2 separate regions of the Lactuca sativa genome follow, and region 1 is linked to region 2. The links are chromatin contacts, called in public Hi-C maps. All regions are on one chromosome and are shown on one strand. The core of a region is the stretch at or near the end of the contact, and the rest is flanking DNA. Distances in the headings are between cores, read along the strand shown.

Region 1 (3,896 bases), core at 1,054-3,553, 320 kb before region 2:
CCATGTGAAACACTTAAATAGATAGATCTCTTACCATTGTATACATGTAGAGCAACGTTTGGTAAAATAATCCCCATGTATGAAATCCCAGATATGTACAAGGGATTGCTGAGAAATTCAGGGTGCTCCAAAAACCACTGTACGTATAAAATGTACAATAAAACCATTTGTACAATAAACAAGAATACAATACATGAATTAAATGAATTAATAGAAGTTAACAAACCTTTCGTAAGAAATCATAAGCATCTGAAGCTAACATAGAATCACTGCTCATCGATGCTTCATATGTTGTAGCATATGCAAACCCAGCACCAGCTGGTGCGTCAATGTATATCACATTAGCAATCTACAAAATTTACAGGATTATATGTTATCGTATTATACATATACATATACATAAAATTTCTATATAGCATATAAAATTTTAGGATCCGAGTTTCACAGTGTGAGAATGTAAACCTTTGACCATGAATACGGATTCAGCTTCAATGTAATGTTATTCCCCCATGAGGTTTCAGTATCGAAATTAAGTGGACCTGAAAATGATGATTATTAACTAATGTTCATAAATTGTGTTTGATACTAATGAATGTAAGGTCGGTTTTTATGTTTGTACGTGGTATTAGAGATAATTAATATTATGATACAAACAAATGCATGTATTTATCCAAATAGTTTTGTTTTTTGCATGCATGGTAACAAATTCTCAAAATTCAAAACCATGTAACCAAACAAACGAATGTTAAGTTGTGAACTTTGATCACTTCTTGACCTTATTTCATCATGGCCTCGTTGTCACTAAAGTTTCAAATTTCAATACAGGGGAATTTAGAAGGGAATCTATGGGGTGAGTTTGAAAGTGAGTTACTAATCGGCCAGCTTAAGGGTTTAAGTGAAACAAGGGTATTTTTGACTTTTCACTTGCTAACTAAAGTTTCTTGACTTTGAGCGTTTTTTGGGATCATCTTTGGTCCCAACTCCCATGCAAGACTTGAACCCTCAAACTTTGGGTGAGAAACACCTATTTGTCAACTTCTATGACATTAGGCCAAAGTCCTTTTGATTTCGATTAAATACTTATTATATTTAATCTATTTGGTAAAAAGTGATTGGGATAAATGTCAACTTCCATTAATGATCCCAATTATTAACTCATGTTAGTGCTTATATATGATTAGCCTATTAGGCTTATCCTTTTGTATTTATCTTCATCTTTTATGTGTGCATCTTTATTAATAAAAGTCTACATATATAAAATGTAACCTACCTAACCCTTTATATAGGATTAAGATTCCTTTTGTAGATATTTTCATCATGTGTGTGTATCTTTTTCTACTAGACCCTACACATTGAACTTGTAACCTAAGGCTTTGATCCAATTTCAATATGAATATTACCCACTAAAAGTCTAATATGATATCATATTTATAAGGTTAACATCTATTGCCTTATGCCACCGTCTACTGTCGTCTGCCACCACCCACAACCGTCCTCAGCCTCCTGCCACCAATTCCCATCACCACCCTTTCACCCTCACTCCCACCCTCTCTGTTTCCCACAACAATAAACCTTTAATAAACTCATAACCAAGGCTTTTACAATCATATCAAGTTTTCTAAAATACATTCAAATTCTTGATAACTAAGGCTTCCTAATTGGTTTTATCGATGAATCATATAAAAATGAGACATTTTTTAGATTGTTAAAACTTTATTTAAACAAAATCCAACCACCGACACAATGTGTCAAAGTCAGAACTTTCCTTTTCACTATTATGCTAGCTAATATTATCGAAAATATTAGTATATGGGGTATACTTTTTCCAATCAACAATAACAGTAATTAAAAAATGTAAATAAGAAGATTAATTAATTACCTATTTGATACATCATGGAATAAAGAACCGAAGTGCCAGGGCCACCGGTGAGGTAAATAAGAAGAGGGTCTTCCGAAGGGTTTCTTTCAGACTCAACGAAGTAGTAAAAGATCTGCACAGCTTCATCTTCTCCAACTCCGATGTATCTTTTAAGAAATCAAAACAAGTTTGTCTCTATGAGTTGACTGAACTCTGAAACAGTGAAAACGATGAAAATAGACACATACCCGGTTTCAAGAGTGAAAGGAAGATCGCCATCGAAACCTGGAAGTCTCTTGATGATTGACTTTGAGTTTGATGCAGTTATGAAAGCTGCAAGAGTGAACAAAAAGAAAAATACAATGTGTTTTGATTCCATTACACGAAGTGTTTTCTTTCGATGAAACAAGACGTGTGAGAAGCAGGTGTAATATATAATATAGTAATATGTAGATATGCGGTGGTGGTTTGGAATGCACGAGACGAGAGAGATGGGGTCAACCCGTCAGTGTAATAAGTGTAATTGTTTATGTGCATTGAAACCTTGGCTGGACCACAAAATGGGCGTAGGGGTACAAATATTAAGTGTACCTAAAACATAATATTATCATTAAAATAACTAAATATTATTGGTAAAAAATTATATATTATGAGGAATAAAAAAGTAAATTTTATATGTTTTAGCTTAGATATTACTAGTTTCCGTAAAAACATAGAATGGTTATTAGTTTATTTGGTGTCAAAATCAAGTTATCTTAATTTGTGAAAGTGTTTATTATTATAAATATATAAGGATCGTTTATTTGAAACAATTGTAAAAGGGTTTATTAGTTTAAAACGAGCTTTTAAAAAAATGTTTAGATCAGTTTGTTCGGTATCAAAACAAAACAAATTGATAAGTTATTTTTTACTTTTTAGAAACTTTTAATTTACATGTAACGATAAAACAACTTATCATAAACTCTTTATTACAGGTTTCAAACCGGAATAAATGAATAAGAACTTCAATTAAGCAATCTCGAACACTCCCTTAGAATTCGGATAAAGATTTTTCAAATAGAAAACTCTTATGATTTTAACAAGTTATAACGAAGTTTTTTTTCGAATTAAGTTTTTTTTTAATGAGTTCGGCAATATTTATGGTTAGACCGTCACACTGGCGGATCTACTAAGAAGTTTGTGGTCCATAAATTTATGTGTAATGGAAACGTTTTGAAATGTTTTTCGATGTATTTTAATTTTTCTGGCATGTTACCCCTAAAATTTACGTGTGCTGCCCTTAGTATTTTGTTCTGGCTCCGCCACTAAACCATAGGGTATACCTCTACCACATGGTGCGGTGGGGTCTGGCTATTTCATCGTATAGGGGAACACTAAATCGTCATTGTGATGTAACCACAGTGACAAACCGGATAAATGAGATACATCTCAGACCTCTCCTCTCTTTCTTCTCTTTTCTCCTCCAACAACTTCAAACTCTTATTATTTTTTATTTTGAATTGATGATCAAAATTTTAAATATCACTTTCTTTAACTACTTACCACTATAAATACAAACCAATTTTAACCTTCAATCTTACGCAATCTTCTCTCTGTCATTCATTTTTATAACAAAACATATTTCAACAACACTACACCAAAATCTGATCAAAGAATCTCTCGTGCTTCTAGTTCAACGACACTTACTATAAATATTTTTCATTTTAATTTGTTGGTTCCAATTTATCGTCCCTAATTAGACGCCCCCTTATTCACCCCTCAACAATTTCAATATCAAAATGTTTAACAATATTGTATCATCACTATGCCAAATATTACCCCAAAAATGATCAACAACTTCATGAATTTTTTGGATCATGTTTTGCGAAGCAAACCTCATCTTGCGCAACAAATCCAAATCTAACCCCATATTGCACCACAAAATAACCCCCCCCCCCCCCCCCCCTTACGGCCTATTAACCCAAAGCCTTAACGAGTCGTGTCACACCCCCAAACCAGGAGGGCAGAAACGACTGGGGGCGCATGGATGGACTTCATG
Region 2 (3,920 bases), core at 313-2,812:
TGTCGGGATTGATTATTACTAGTGTTACTATACATTTGTGTAATCGTTTTGCGCTAGTTGTAACCCAAAATATTGCCACTTTTTGTCGATTCTCTATGTAGGGATCGCTTCTTAATGAAAACATCTTTATGATAACTTTGTTCTTAGTTCTTTCTTGTTTGTATCCAACCAAGCGCACCTTCCGTTCATATTTCAAATAATGAAAACTAGGTGTCACAACCACCATAGCCATCGATGGCATCATGACCCACCACTATCTGCTTCACATCTCCACCGCTACCCAAATCTGTCCCCACCTTTAATTTAATTTTGGCAACCTTTCTTCAACGTTCCAACAAACACCTAAAAGCAACCTAAGGGCCATTTAGCGGGTTTGCTGCATTAATTGGATTTAATTTCTAAAAATCACAATATTAAACCCTCAAAAATTGTACTTGAAGCTGACCTAGTTTAATTGTTTTGGAGCTTATGCAGTGGTAGTATTAATGTTATCATATAATAGATGGGTTTCATTCATTCTTTGTTGTTTCACTGATTGTTTGGAGTTATAGGTTTAGTTTGTGTGTTTATAACTGCTTTTAATGTTTAATTTGGTTTTTTGTTGATTTTGGTTGCATTTGGGGAAATAGATTTTGAATTGATGTTTGTTAAGTTCAAATTATGAACTGATTTGTTTGGACTTTACTCCTATTATGAGTTTCTTTTAGTTCCATAATGTTTTTTTAGCATTCTTTCTACTTACGCACAATTTTAGTTCAAAATTATATATACAAACAAAAAAAAACAGTAACATTAGATGATTGACCGGAAGATGAATGAGGGAGGGGATTCTGACGATGACTTCTGGTGCGTGCATGAAAATATATGAGAGAAGATGGTGGGATAGGCCGGAAACGCCCTTCTTTTTTTTCCATTTTTTAACAGGAAGGTGGTTAGGGATGACGATGTTAGTAGATGACGGTGATGGACGTAAAGAAAAGAGATACATACATATGGAGGTAGTGAGAGGGGCATTACGCGGAGGTCTGGTATTCGTTTGTAGCCGATGAGAAGAGGGGTGATCTTATAAGGTTCTTACTGATTTTAGGGTTTTTACAAAAATTTTCAATACAGTTTAATATTTAAATAAGCAAAAATACAAGTGGAAAAACGAAAACGTGCTTCTCTTTTTGCTAGATAATGTTGGAACATTTTTGCTAGATAATGTTGGGTTCCAAAGTCTATAACCAACAACGACCAAAACCAATAAAAACATCTTACTTTAGATAATTGATACAACACCAAATCTTAATTCTGAAAAGTACATATTTTTTTTTTTCTTGTTGTTCAAATTTGAACCATTTTTACAAATTTATCTCATTTTTACCTTTTACTATTCATGAACCATTTTGACAACCACATGAAAATTTGTCTTGTTTTCCCGTCTTCATCTTTCATTATCTTTGGGATACGTTTATTTTTGTTTTTCGAATATTTTATCAACTTCTCTGTAGCCCCTTTTGTGGGCCACCCATTTATTTAATGCTACATTAATATAGACACCCCACTCTCGTTTGTGCACTGCTTACCACCATTACATTTCCACATATCAACTATATACACCTACTTAGCTACTACTCTACTTCCGAGGGGTCTCATTCTCATCAAACGAAAACTCCAGTAATGGAAAAATCCAAACACATTCTGATTTCGCTTTTGATAATCTTTGCACCTTTCATACGTGCATCAAACTCAAGCTCAATCATCAAGAGACTTCCAGGTTTTGATGGTGATCTTCCTTTCAAACTGGAAACCGGGTATGTCTCCGTTTTCATTGTCTTTACTGTTTCAGACGACTCTTAAATTAGTCTTTTGTTTTTCTCGAAAGATACATTGGAGTTGGAAAAGATGAAGCAGTGCAGATCTTTTACTACTTCGTTGAGTCCGAAAGAAACCCCTCCGAAGACCCTTTTCTTCTTTACCTCACTGGTGGGCCCGGCACTTCGGTACTTTATTCCATGATGTATCAAATAGGTAATCATCTTGCGTTTTGTGGCTATGGTTGATTTTTGTTGTAGTGCGTTTTGCACTGATTAAAGTAAAAAAAAAAAAAAAATGTATTCCCCCAAATCCATATAGATAGATATTGCAAGCATAAAATCGAAAAAAGTAAAGTGATGACATTGGACATATATAATTATATATTGTTGGTTGTTGGAGTTTAATTAGATTAAACTTTTAAAGAGTTTAAATAATGTCTCAGTTTTATATGATCCATATCTAAGACAATCGTGTTGATATTTTTGGCATATTTTCGAAAACATGATGTATTTTAAGAGCATATCTATCATATTACGCTTTGAGAAAATATATATCTTGGATTGGACGAGAGGATTAGGCTATATAAGATATAAAACTAAACAGACAGGGGATGAAGATAAATACAAAAAAAAAACATAATCCTAATTATATATAAACACCAACACCCTCAAATTGTGTATGGCGTTTGACTTCCAATGATATTACAAATTAAGGAGCCATAGCTTAATAGATTAATGTCGAGTTGTGGAGTACAATTACCCCGATTTTGTGAAACATGTTAATTTTTGTGTGTTCTCTATTTTATTCTCTTCTTATATCTTTTTGTGATATGTCGTTTATAATCCTAAAAATCAAGTGATGGATGGTGAAGACTGGGATGATCAATGGATTAAGGGTTTAGGTTACTATTTTTACATATACACCCTAATAGATATAGACACACACACAAAATATGAAGATAACTATTAAAGGATAACCCTAAAGTATATAAACACTATCTATATAAACACTAAGGGCATCTATAGTTCATTGAACTCATTAGAGTTTAATGGGATGTAACTTGCCGAATCCTCATTCTACTCTTCATACAATTTATTTTTTCTATAATGCATTTGAACTCTGTTTTAGGCCTTTACGAATAATAAGTTAATATTTCCTATGTGAAATTCCAAACCTTAACCACTTCCATAACAGCCGGACATTCTAGCAAACATCATTTGTTGGGTATTTGGTTAATCATATTATTTTTATAATTTATATGAATCATGTGCTTTTGAGGCTATTATTATAAATTATTTTTACTTGGCCATGCCAAATAAAAAACACTATGATTGGGAGGTTTGGCCTAACTTTCATTTATTTGATTAATTGTATTATTTTAATAATTTCTGTCAATCATGTGATGTTTTACATCTTTAGGCTATTATTATTTTACTTGGTTTTGAAATTTGACGTTTTTACCCTACACACTAAAAATAAAACCTAGTGACACTTTTTGTAACTTTTAAAGTCATTGTATACTATTATTAAATAGTGACTGATCTTACTTCCGATTTATCCACACCACTTATTAACATTATTTAACTATCATTTTTCCAGGTCCACTTAATTTCAATTTGGAAACTTCAACGGATGATAACATTACATTGACATTAAATCCATATCCATGGAATAAGGTTTACATTCTCACTCCAAAAACATGGTTTCTAAAAATTAATATTATAATCCTATAAATCTTACTCCTACATGAAACGTTTATAAAATATAATCGTGTAATTTTGTAGGTTGCTAATATGTTATTCATAGATGCACCAGCGGGAGCAGGGTTCTCATATTCTACAACATACGAAGGAACGATTTGCAGTGATTCCCTTCTAGCTTCATATGCTTATGATTTTCTACGAAAGGTTTTGTAATAACTTCTATTAATTCATTAATTTATTGACTTCTTATTTAATCTTAAAATGATTTTGTTGTACATGTTAATTATACAGTGGTTTACGGATCATCCTAGTTTTTTGAGCAATCCGTTCTACGTATCGGGGATTTCATACATGGGGATTATCATACCAAATGTTGCTTTGCATGTATATAATGGTAAGAGCTCTACACATTAAGGT

Evidence for each region. Hi-C and Micro-C count contacts between places; a contact is called where the count stands out from the background.
Region 1: a contact with region 2 is called in a Hi-C map of leaf, with 5 times the contacts expected there. The contact joins the promoter of LOC111900974 here to the promoter of LOC111919870 in region 2. A contact is called at or near these places in 2 of 4 Hi-C or Micro-C datasets (both in leaf).

The regions. Positions count from the first base shown.
Region 1 is chr1:203,602,681-203,606,576 of Lsat_Salinas_v11, reverse strand. It overlaps LOC111900974 (serine carboxypeptidase-like 16), which reads right to left and starts at 2,303. Exons shown (of 14, transcript XM_023896841.3): 1 at 2,107-2,303; 2 at 1,880-2,025; 3 at 463-539; 4 at 227-349; 5 at 35-137. The coding sequence starts at 2,237.
Region 2 is chr1:203,277,712-203,281,631 of Lsat_Salinas_v11, reverse strand. It overlaps LOC111919870 (serine carboxypeptidase-like 2), which reads left to right and starts at 1,562. Exons shown (of 14, transcript XM_023915434.3): 1 at 1,562-1,796; 2 at 1,868-2,013; 3 at 3,400-3,476; 4 at 3,585-3,707; 5 at 3,795-3,897. The coding sequence starts at 1,663.